2 separate regions of the Mus musculus genome follow, and region 1 is linked to region 2. The links are chromatin contacts, called in public Hi-C maps. All regions are on one chromosome and are shown on one strand. Each heading gives the region's core, a stretch centred on a gene start, on an enhancer-like site or on the middle of the called end of the contact. The rest is flanking DNA. Distances are from core to core; before and after follow the strand shown. Region 1 has its middle 210 kb from the start of Gm33073. Region 2 has its middle 310 kb from the start of Mir3961.

The links. A called contact is a pair of places that touch in the nucleus more often than the background predicts.
Region 1: a contact with region 2 is called in a Hi-C map of cortical neurons, with 2.2 times the contacts expected there. The contact joins two enhancer-like sites. A contact is called at or near these places in 2 of 484 Hi-C or Micro-C datasets (cerebral cortex and cortical neurons).

What each region holds. Positions count from the first base shown.
Region 1 is chr13:82,910,600-82,916,132 of GRCm38.p6, forward strand. No RefSeq gene overlaps it. Among named protein-coding and RNA genes, the nearest start is that of Gm33073, 210 kb to the right of the region's middle. Within about 2 kb of position 2,537, at least 7 of the 459 cell types and tissues checked have an H3K27ac peak or open chromatin away from gene starts, as enhancers often do. A contact at or near this core is called in cortical neurons, where this site is marked.
Region 2 is chr13:82,389,677-82,394,929 of GRCm38.p6, forward strand. No RefSeq gene overlaps it. Among named protein-coding and RNA genes, the nearest start is that of Mir3961, 310 kb to the right of the region's middle. Within about 2 kb of position 3,440, at least 8 of the 459 cell types and tissues checked have an H3K27ac peak or open chromatin away from gene starts, as enhancers often do. A contact at or near this core is called in cortical neurons, where this site is marked.

The sequences.
Region 1 (5,533 bases), core at 1,287-3,786, 520 kb after region 2:
CCTAAGAAGTTGTCATATCTACAGCAAACAACTGATTGCCTTTAAGCTATCTCCAGATTCATGGAGAAGAAAAATATGAATGTGGACTATGTTACATTCAAATAAAATGTTAATAGTTTTACAGTGAAACAAATTGTAAGGGTGCAAGCTTAGGTAATAAGTAAACTTTTGTTGTGTATAAAGAAATTGTTATCTCCCTCAGTATTTGACTGTGAAAAGTAAATTTAAACTATTTTAAATTGACAATTTGTTTACCATGGTATGAAATAAATAAAGAATACATAATCTAAAATTAAATTGCAAATTATCTTTTAAAACTCATAGTAATGTTAATTTCCTTTACACAATCATTTTAATCCTAATGAATTAACACGAATTGTGTCTTTTAATTTCTTATAGATATACTCTGTATTGGTCCACATGATCAGGACATAATTGATTTGTAACTCTCATACAGAACCATTTTTACATAAAGATTACATTCTGAAACAAGAAAATGTCAGCTTTGAAAAACTGTACTAAACCTAAATGATGCATGAAAGTTTAACATTTCCTTTCTCTACCTTTCTGGTTGAAAAAAATAAAAAGGATTTACAACTGATGAGTGGTATTAAAAATGTATTTTGTCTCTTTTTGGGTCATCCCAGTAGACACTATGTTTGTCTCCTAAACAAGTCTGTAAGTGTGGTATTATATTGTAGTTGATTCTGAAAAAAAGTATGAACAGATATAATTATGTCATTGGCAAGAATAATAAAATCAATAAATATCCATCTCTAGGTGATTAGAGTCATTTTTAAGCATGTGATGACAAGGTATGCCAGGTAATTCAAACATTAATGCACATTAATACACATTTGTGAAACTATAAATGTTGGCTTTTCATTCAAGAAAACAATTTGAGAGAAAAGCACTGAGAATTTGCTCAAAATTACAGTAGATGACTTTAGCTAAGAATATTTTCTTGTTATATTTCATGTTCTCTGTAAACACCTGGAAACTCTATGACACATCTCTACTCGTCAAGCTGGAGTTCTTGTTACTGGATGCTTTGACACTTAAAGTGAACATGATAGTTACACCTGTCCTTATATTTCATTAGCAGCAAGAAATGAGTCCTTGGAATGGAGTTACTATAACGAGGAAGAGGGGAAATGCAGTTGGACAATATGAGTAGTATTGCATTGTGTAAATGAACCACATTTTCTGTATCCATTCTTCTGTCTTGGGACAGATAGGTTGTTTCCATCTTCTGGCTATCACAAATAAGGCTACTGTGAATATAGTGGAACAAGTGCCCCTGTGGAATGGTGGGGCATCTTTTGGGTTTATTGTCTCTTTCCTTGTTGGCCTTTTCATCCTACTGATTTCTAAGATAACTATATTAACAAGCCCGAACCGACAAATATCTTACCCTTCAAAGCTCACTTCAGGTGACTTCAAGCAAGGAAACAAGTAAACAAGAAAACAAAACCAAAAATACAACCCTCTTCTTTCAGAGACCAATTTCCGGAAGAGCGTCTGCACAAAAACAGCAACTAGAAGTGATTAGACTTGTAAACAGCGAGGTTTTTGTTGTTGTTGTTATTGCTGTTGTTTGATTATAGTGAATAGCCTAGAGTCCTAACATGTAAGTAATACTGAGCAAAATCTATTCAGTTTATTTGCTGTGCTATTTCTCCCTCTCTGTTAGAAACTCAGAGCTTCTAATTTATCTAAAACTGTTCTTGGATTGACATCGGCATTGTTACTACAATGAGGTTTGGTTTCAAAGTGGTAAGTGGGCATGTAAGAGGGTAGTCACTTCCACTCATGACTACAGCTGCCCACATGTGACAAATGCCATTATCATCATGGGTCTTATTACCCTGAGCCACTAGGTGCTGTTGGAACAAATGTTTGTCATTAACAGTCTGATCCTTGAATATGTTATATTTTGCTTCGGGTATTTGGGTTATTGTAACAGCTGTTTGTAAACATTTTAAAGTCCACATTAGCAAACAAATGCTTAGGGATATTTTGACCCAAATGTCTGCCCCCTGAACCAAGTAAAGAATGCAGCATGGATGCCGAGGACACTTAAGCAACGGATTTAAATAGCAACCAGGATCAACTTCCTAGTTGAGGCATTTTCAGTCTCTGACTCCATTTGGGTCAATGTTCTTTGATCAGTTGGTGTAAGAACATTCATGGGTTCTCAGATTAAAGAAAGAAAGAAAGAAAGAAAGAAAGAAAGAAAGAAAGAAAGAAAGAAAGAAAGAAAGAAAGAAAGAAAGAAAGAAAAAGTAAACGACTAGCAGGTATTTGATGTGATTCAGGCTGGCAGTGTTCCACTAAGAATCAAAAATTTCCTCAATGATTGTTCAAGTTGCCAGTATCAAAGCGCAATCGCTTCCTTCAGAAACAGGGACATGAACAGCTTTAGAATTCGTCATCCGGTGAACGTTTTCATTCTGAAAATACCCCATGCTATTTTATGTAGTGGTAATGAGCTAGATATTTCTAGTGCTCGCCTGGGTAAGCAGTCACGAGGCTGTTGTGATAAATAAATAGTAAGAGTTACATTGCTCTGATAATAGCAGCTCTCATTGAAGGATGTGAATGTGCCTTGCAAGGGGAAAAAGCAATATAGAATCCCTAGAAAGGCTTTTATTAGCAGAAATGTAATACAACAATTTAAAAGGGGACAGTTATGCAGAGTAAGGAAGCTCTGACATTGTGTTTCTACTATGAATTGTAATTTGGGACATCTGGCCCCTCAACCCAGGTAATTGGAAAACTAATAACATTTTAAAGAAAAACATTAGTCCTTAGGATTTCTAGATCTAGTCAACTCACATAACCACCAGCAAGTTGTATCATTCACTGCTGAATAAACCCAGATATTTAAACTTAAATTTTACTGAAAATGTGGTGGTTATGACTATATTCTTTACTTCTTCTGCTTATTCTTTACGCAATAATTACTTGTGTTTAATCCATGGCCTCCAAAGTTAAAGGCATTTCTCATTAGAGTAATTATAAATATGTTGACTAATTGCTATTTTATGTACCACGATCATAGTATAAGATAAAATATTTCAGATTTATTTCTCAAAAATCTTTTTCTTAGGAAAATCAATATTTTAGATACTCCAGTCATAATTATAATTAGGACTAAATTAGTAACTGCAAAGTTAAGGTACTTTGGGTTCATGCTGAATGACAAAATCCAGTCAAATTTCAAACTGGGTAATAAATGGTTGACAGAATATAGTCTATAGGTGTGCTTTCATTCTAAATATGCATGCAAGTTTACTGACATTCTTTTAGTGCAATATTTTAGGGAAATTTAAATTTGTTCTAGTCTCAACATACATCTGAGCATATACACACATGTATGCACATGCACACACACACACACACACACATAGACAACACACATACACACACACACACAAGTGCACATAGACACACACACAGAACCCACATACACACCACACACACACACACATACACACACACACACACACACACACACACAGTACTTCTCACTCTATAGAGGAAAACCTTAAAATGAAGCTGATAGGGCTGTGTTCCCCTCTTTTTGAGTGTGATGGTTGTGACGGTCTTCACATTATTCACATACTTGTTGAAATAAAGATGGCCCTGTCATGAGTCATGCATTATGAATTTACTTATGCAATCAAAATTGGGGTAGGGACCTAGGAACAGATCTTGGGATCTTTTGAGCTTATTATTTTGAGCTTATTTTGACACAAACATTCTTTGTAGGTCAGACCCTGTTTATGTTAAGAGAAAGGTGGTTTTTATTCTATTGTCTCAGGTATCTCTTCATAGGATCCTGGTACATGTATGCATATTCTGGCACTTTTAATATTTTTTATTCTTAGCACTTTCTGAGACTTGGTCTCACATATTAGACATGCTTGCCTTGAAATGACAGGTTCAAGGAATGCGATTTTCACAGACTCCTATGAGGCTTTGTCCTTGGATACACACAAGGTTCTTGTTCCGTCTTCCTCATGAGCCTACAGCTTAGTGTCCCCGAAAGGGTAGGGTTCCTTAGAAATCATCTAAGTGATCTATTTTTCCACATTATTGTCTATTATGGCAAGTTTTGTAATGTGAGCCCAAGAACATAAAAGGAATTCAGCGCACTATGCTTTACATCAAAAGAAAGCCAACATACAATTGATGTTCCAAGAACTCTCAGAAAATATACGGTTGAAGATGTTTTTAAGAGTGTTTCTAAGTTTGCAGAGGACAGATAAGAATGAACCTTGAGCCTAGACTAAACAGTGAAGAAAATCTTGTTCAAAACATAAAAGATGCTTCTTTATTCTGCTTTGGTATTTTGAGGCTCTGGCCCTCTTCTGCTTGCCAGGTTCCTCAGTTTCCTCAGACCGTCCATCTAGAACAAATTGACCACAGAAACTATCTGAAACTACAAAGTTGCACTGACTGTTGAAAATATTACTTCAATCCTTAAACTCTGGAAGGTGGAGAAGGATTAGAGATTTGTTAGTAAGTCAAGAATTTCTTGACCTTTAAGTCAACATAACAAGATAAAGCAAAAACATTTCAGTTATTGTGTATGTTTTTATCTTTATTTTGCACATGAGCAGAGTACAGTAGATGCTGCTTCTGCCTGTGGATTTTTTTTTAATGATGATGATGTTGTTTTGATTTGCCCAGCCTTTTTAGGCTTACTATTTGCACATAGGTTCTCTAAAGACACCACTCCCCTGTGTCTTCACTGCAGTTTCCATTTCATCAGCTGTAAGTCACCGGTGTCAGGGCGTGTAGCACGAAAAAGGGGCTGTGTACAATCATTCCAGGCAAATCAGAAACCCTGTTTTTGCATTCATCTAGGGACTTTCTTGCTCTAGTGTCTCATCTGAGACTGTGTGGCCTCCTGACTTTGTATAAGACCAACGAGGAGGTACTGAAGTTCCTCATATCACATTATTGGTACTGTCACTTTTAGTCTTTGATTCAGGATATAAAACCTAGTCCTTGCTTTCCAGGTATGATTTTGGCATTAGATAGTCCTGTGTTCACTTCTTGACTTTCTGTCCAGGTAGTCTCTCTAATAAAATAGTATTGCACTTCCAGATGCACCTTTTAAAGATGTTACTAAAGATGGATGAACAGGCTCGAACAGTCCAACAGTCAACTGCATTCTACTCCCTTCAGGAATTTTAATCATCAAATTATAAAATGTAACAAAGTACAAATTCAAAATACTTTCTTGAACTTTAAATTAACAGTAATTTCTTGTGACTATGTCTCAAGATTTAGGGAAGTCAAAATTTCTTACATATACAGTACTTATTCAGACATCCTTATACAATTGACAGCCTGCTGCTTTCTAAAAGCCAATAAACACCATATACTTTTCAGGATTCTTAAATAATAACACTGATAATATTAACTTTTCTAGCTTTTCTGGTTCTGTCAAGTTTTTTTTTCTTTTCTTTCTTTCTTTTGCCTTTAATGAACCAGTTTGTTATTCCAAATATAGGCCAAA
Region 2 (5,253 bases), core at 2,190-4,689:
ATTGTTGTTCCACCTATAGGGTTGCAGACACCTTCAGCTCCTTGGGTACTTTCTCTAGCTCCTCCATTGGGAGCCCTGTGTTCCATCCAGTCTTCTATCCGATAGAGGCTGACTTGTAGTGAAAGGAAAGGATATGGTAGTAAGGGTGACAGGGAAGGACCATGACAAGTAGGACATTGGTATACTAGTGTTGGACATTAAAATGTTATTCTGCATAGATTAGGAAGCTATTATACTGTGTGTGTGTGTGTGTGTGTGTGTGTGTGTGTGTGTGTATGTGTGTGTTCAGGAGCTGACATCATTCAGCTTTAGGTTTGACTAGTTTATCTAGGACTTTTCTTATCATCAAGGGAAGGAAACACTAGAGACAAAACCTACATATATGAAACCATTTTTAGGGACAATGGCTTTGAGGATTAACTTTGCTTGTGCTGAAATCTTGTGTAGGCACTTACTAGTACTATGATCTTGATCATAAATAGTAATCAGTGCAGAAATACAGCTTTGAAAATTGACAAAAATATAAGAAAATTTAAAGAGGACACCTGGGATAGAATATTGTTCATCAATACTGACTTGAAGGGAAAAAATTTGAAGTTTAATTTTTTGTTGTTTTTTAAAGTTTGATGCACTTAGATACTATTTTCCACTTAAACTACTGGTATCAGCCCACACTTCAGATTTCAAAAGACACTATCGATGATGAATTATTTAACGAAGGAGTTGTATCCCCTTAAGTACTCTAAAAGTTTTTAAAAACATAGTGATATATTGTTCCTTGAAGAGCTAACTATTGAATGTCTAGAGATATGTTTAGTATTATATAGTACCAATACTAGACATGTTAAAGTCTTTATTATTCTATGTGAATTTCTTTTAAAAGGCCAAGGATCAGAAATTGTTTACTTTCTTCAAATGTAACTGGATAGGTTTTATTTTCTAAATGTCATTTCTAATATTTTATGTACTGAAGTTGTCTCATATCTTTTGTTAATGAGAATGCTGATAAGAAAACAACCAGGAAAGAAAGGTAAATGTTATAGTGCTCTGTCTCAGTAGTTATACTTTTAATCATAGTCCATTAATTTTGAAACAACTACTTGTATTGATGAAGTAATTCTAAATGAGAGTAGCCTTTGTGTTCTGCATACTCAGTCATTCATGTTCAATTCATTTAATATGATAAACTTATGAATATGAAAGAGACCATCAGAAAGCCAACTGCAGAAATGTGCATAGTTTAATGCCTAATGCATATTCCTTTCAGTTGAAGTAGAAAATGATTTTGACGGACTAACTAGGAATTTCTAAATGAAGGTAGGGAGTCAAAATTTCCCAAATATGCAGGAAGTAATTCTGATTGGAAGCATTATAGGGTCCAAAAATCTGAGGAGAGGAATAATTTTACATTTGCTTCAGAGGGATGCTATTTATCTGTATTGGCCAACATTACATTGAAACAACGATTTGATTTTAATGGCTATGTATCTTTCCATTCTGCTATGCATGATTTGAACAGCTTGATATATGTATGTCATCTTGCATTGCTTTCTGTTTGTAAAAGACACAATTGTTGTATTATTTTTCATTGGTTCACACACTGACTTGGTGAAGTGTGAGCCCGCATTCAGGCTTATCTCCCCTTTCTCAGCAAAGCCTGGATAATGATTCTGAGTTTTAAGTAGGGTCCATGCATCAGATCCCTGGGCTTAATAAATGCACCAGTAATGCCTATCTCGTGTCTATTTGTCTTATACAATATCTTCAATGCTTTTCCAACATCCTGGGAAAGAGCAGGTAAGCCTTTCTACTTGGCTAGCAGAGTTGTATGTGCAAAATTATCCAAACCTTTAGACATTAACTAGCTATAGTGATCATCAGCTTTTGTGGTATACGATCTTTGAAGAATGGCAGAGATACTGGGTGAGGGTCATCTACAACAAGCTATTTTATTTTGTAATCTAAACAACTAAGTCCAACATAGAAAGTGTAATTTCATTTCTAGCTACATGTAAATTCTTCTGCAATAAATAAAATTCAAGTATATAAAAATTGATTCTGACAGGGTAGTTGGCTTTTTGTTAACTCATATCATATAAAAAATTAGGAGTAGCTCAAATGTGGTTATTTTACTTGTAACTGACAATACAAGGTACATTAAAGTTTTTTTTTCCCCTTTATTTTTTGAGACATGGTTTCAAACAGCTCTGACTGGCCTGGAAGTTATGTTGTAGATGATCCTGGGCTTAAATTCACAAAGATTGGCCTCCTTCTGACATCTGAGTGTAAGTTACAGAATTTAGGTATTATGTAAACAAAGCTGCCAGTCAACAAATGGACAAATCAATTGAATAGACATTTTTCAAAATAAGAAGCACAAAGGGCTAGTAACCATTTTTAAAGATTCTCAATATCATTAGTCATGGAGTAATTTAAATTAAAACTACTTTGAGAAACTGCTGTACCCTAGTCACCCTAGTCATTATATCTATATGATCAAGAAATCTCACAATTATTGAAGAAGATGTAAAAAGAAAGAAACCCTAGTTCACTATGCAATTACTAAGCCAAATTGTTTTGCTGACAATGCTATTGTGACTCAGTTATCAGTAATGTAATATTTACTTTGATATCATAATAATGAATTAATGATATAACTCGCAATTGCTTTTGTATTGAGTATTGGAAGTTTGTAGTTCTTATACTATATAAGAGATATCATAAGTAAACATTATTGTTATTCTTGTTTGTCTAAGATGAAGCCAGGAGCCACTGAATTCAAGGATATTGCTTTAATCCTACAGTCAGGTAGGAAAAGGGCCTCTCTGTCCTCCCTGGACCACATGGACAAATTCTTGGTCTTCTGACACTGCTTGCATTGCAACATGTGACATGTTGAGCTTGATTCCAGAAGGCAGGATCCATATAGAGAATGTGACTCAAACTTCCTTAGACTGTATTGAATCTAACCATCGATGTTTCTTCAAGATAGTCTAGAAAAACTATTTGTGAGATTCATGAAGACATGAATTATCTGAAAACCAGTCAATGTGAGTCTATCACTTACTTACAACTCAGCATGAGACCATTGAAGTTCTCTAGTTTTGACCTTCTGCTTCACATTAACAGCCAAGAAAAGGGGGTGTATGAAAATTCAGAGAATAGGAAAGAAAAGGAAAGAAATGACTACATAAGTTTGTGAACTTAAAGCACTATCGTATTCTAGAGTAGCTGGAGTTTCTAGCTGATTGTCAATCCCCCATTCTTCTGGTGAACTAGTGGCTAGCTTTAGTTACTCCATCTCTTCTCACTAATCTCCCTTCCACTGTGGAAAATCCTACTGTTTGTTTACAATCCATAGTTTAAAAGAGACTGAACTAAAATTGGCTGCTTCTGGGACATCCCTGCCAATGGATAGGATCCAAATTGGCTCTGCCATGAGAGGCAGCTATGCCCACATAAGGATATTTTGGCTTTGTGCTTCTGTCTTCTTGTTGCCAGGCAGACAATCATCCAGAATAGGAAAATCCAGCCAGGGCAAATGTTTACAGCAAGAGTGGTCATCTGGTTGAAACACTAGTCTGAGAGAAAGGCTATCTGAACATGAGGGGAACCACCTCTCTTCCTGATTGCACCTAGCAACACTGGAAAAAATCAAGTCATTTTAACTTCTTTTTTCTTATTTAATGACAATGACCATAGTACATATATTTCTTTTCTGACGGCACGCGTGCGCGCGCACACACACACACACACACACACACACACACACACACAAAACATAGCATAATTTCCTGAGCTCTAAAAAACATTCTCCTTCAGGTATTTTTCAGGAACTCACATATTACCTGAAGATAGAAAGACAGGGTGTGTGTACAAAGTCACACGTACAAAGCATATGTGTTAAATTGAGATATATACAGTATTTACGTAAAGATGTCTTTATCTAGTCATTGCAGAATAGCTCGTAGCTAAGCCACAACTTTTATAGCAGGAAAGCAAATCAGATTCATCCACGTTGGCTGTGTAAGTGAAGGAGCCACACAGATGGGAAAGAAGCACAGACAAATTGCTTTGGCTCTGCTTTCTTTTATAACAACACAGATATTTTTAGTTTCTTTTCTTCATGCGTTGTGCATGTTTCTGCCTCATATATAAAGTCATTGCACGTTGTCCTCATCATCTTTGCCTTCCTTTGCTATTGGCCTTCCTTTAGCATTCTATTTACCTTCCAGATTTCTGAGATCTAAAAGTATCACTACAAAGTTCATATCTCAGACTTAGATGATGGACAGTTAGAAAAGATCCAGCATTGCAGAAGCATTTCTTGGTGGAAAGGAAGTTTCATGATTGAGATCTAAAAACAGAGAAATGTACTTGTTAAAGGTAAATATGTAAATTCAATAGACCTTTAGAACCCTCAGTTCAATGAATAAGAATAAACATTTTCTATGACAGGTTTTGTGTCAATACTATGAGTGTATTATTAGGTACTGTTCACATGAGCCTCCTACAAGATAACTACTTTGTTCTCACCATCAAACAAATATTAAAAGATGCTGCCTTCCTATTGAGGATCTGGTTAAGTTATAGTGTCAGGCTGGAATTGAATATGTAACCATACAAATTTCACCAAAAATGCCAGCAGTCTTTCTAGCTACAATTATTCAGTGGGATTGATCTCTGACCAAAAAATTAAAGCTATATGATTCAAACTGTAGAGAATTTAAAATTATTAGTCATAGGAAATATGTGACTAACCAAATGTCTTCAGTCTTAAGTATTTACTTAAAATCTATGTCCCTATAAATGCTTACTTCTTATGCTTATAAAATCATTATCTTGAGGAGACCTAAGGGGAAAGCAATGCAATGTCTGTCAGTTAGTGTATGAATACAGAAAGTGGGCTAACTATATCCAATGGAGCATAGATCAGCAGAAAAGAGTAACAAACGACTCACATGGGAACAGAATATAATAACCAGAGAAATGTACTAAGTGAAAGATAACAAAAACTCAAAGTGAACATTGTTTCATGAAGTTTACATGACACTGCTAAAAATCAAATCTGTTCTTAATCTCAATAGACCAGTTGTAACTTAATGATCAGTTGTAAAGAACATGGCTTGCCTTGTTAGAGTTATGATTTTAAAAAGTGGGAAGGTTTGATTTGTTCTGAAGTAGGACCTCATGTAATCCAGGCTGACTTGAAATACTGAGTGTGTAACTGAGGATGGCCTTGAACTTCTGACA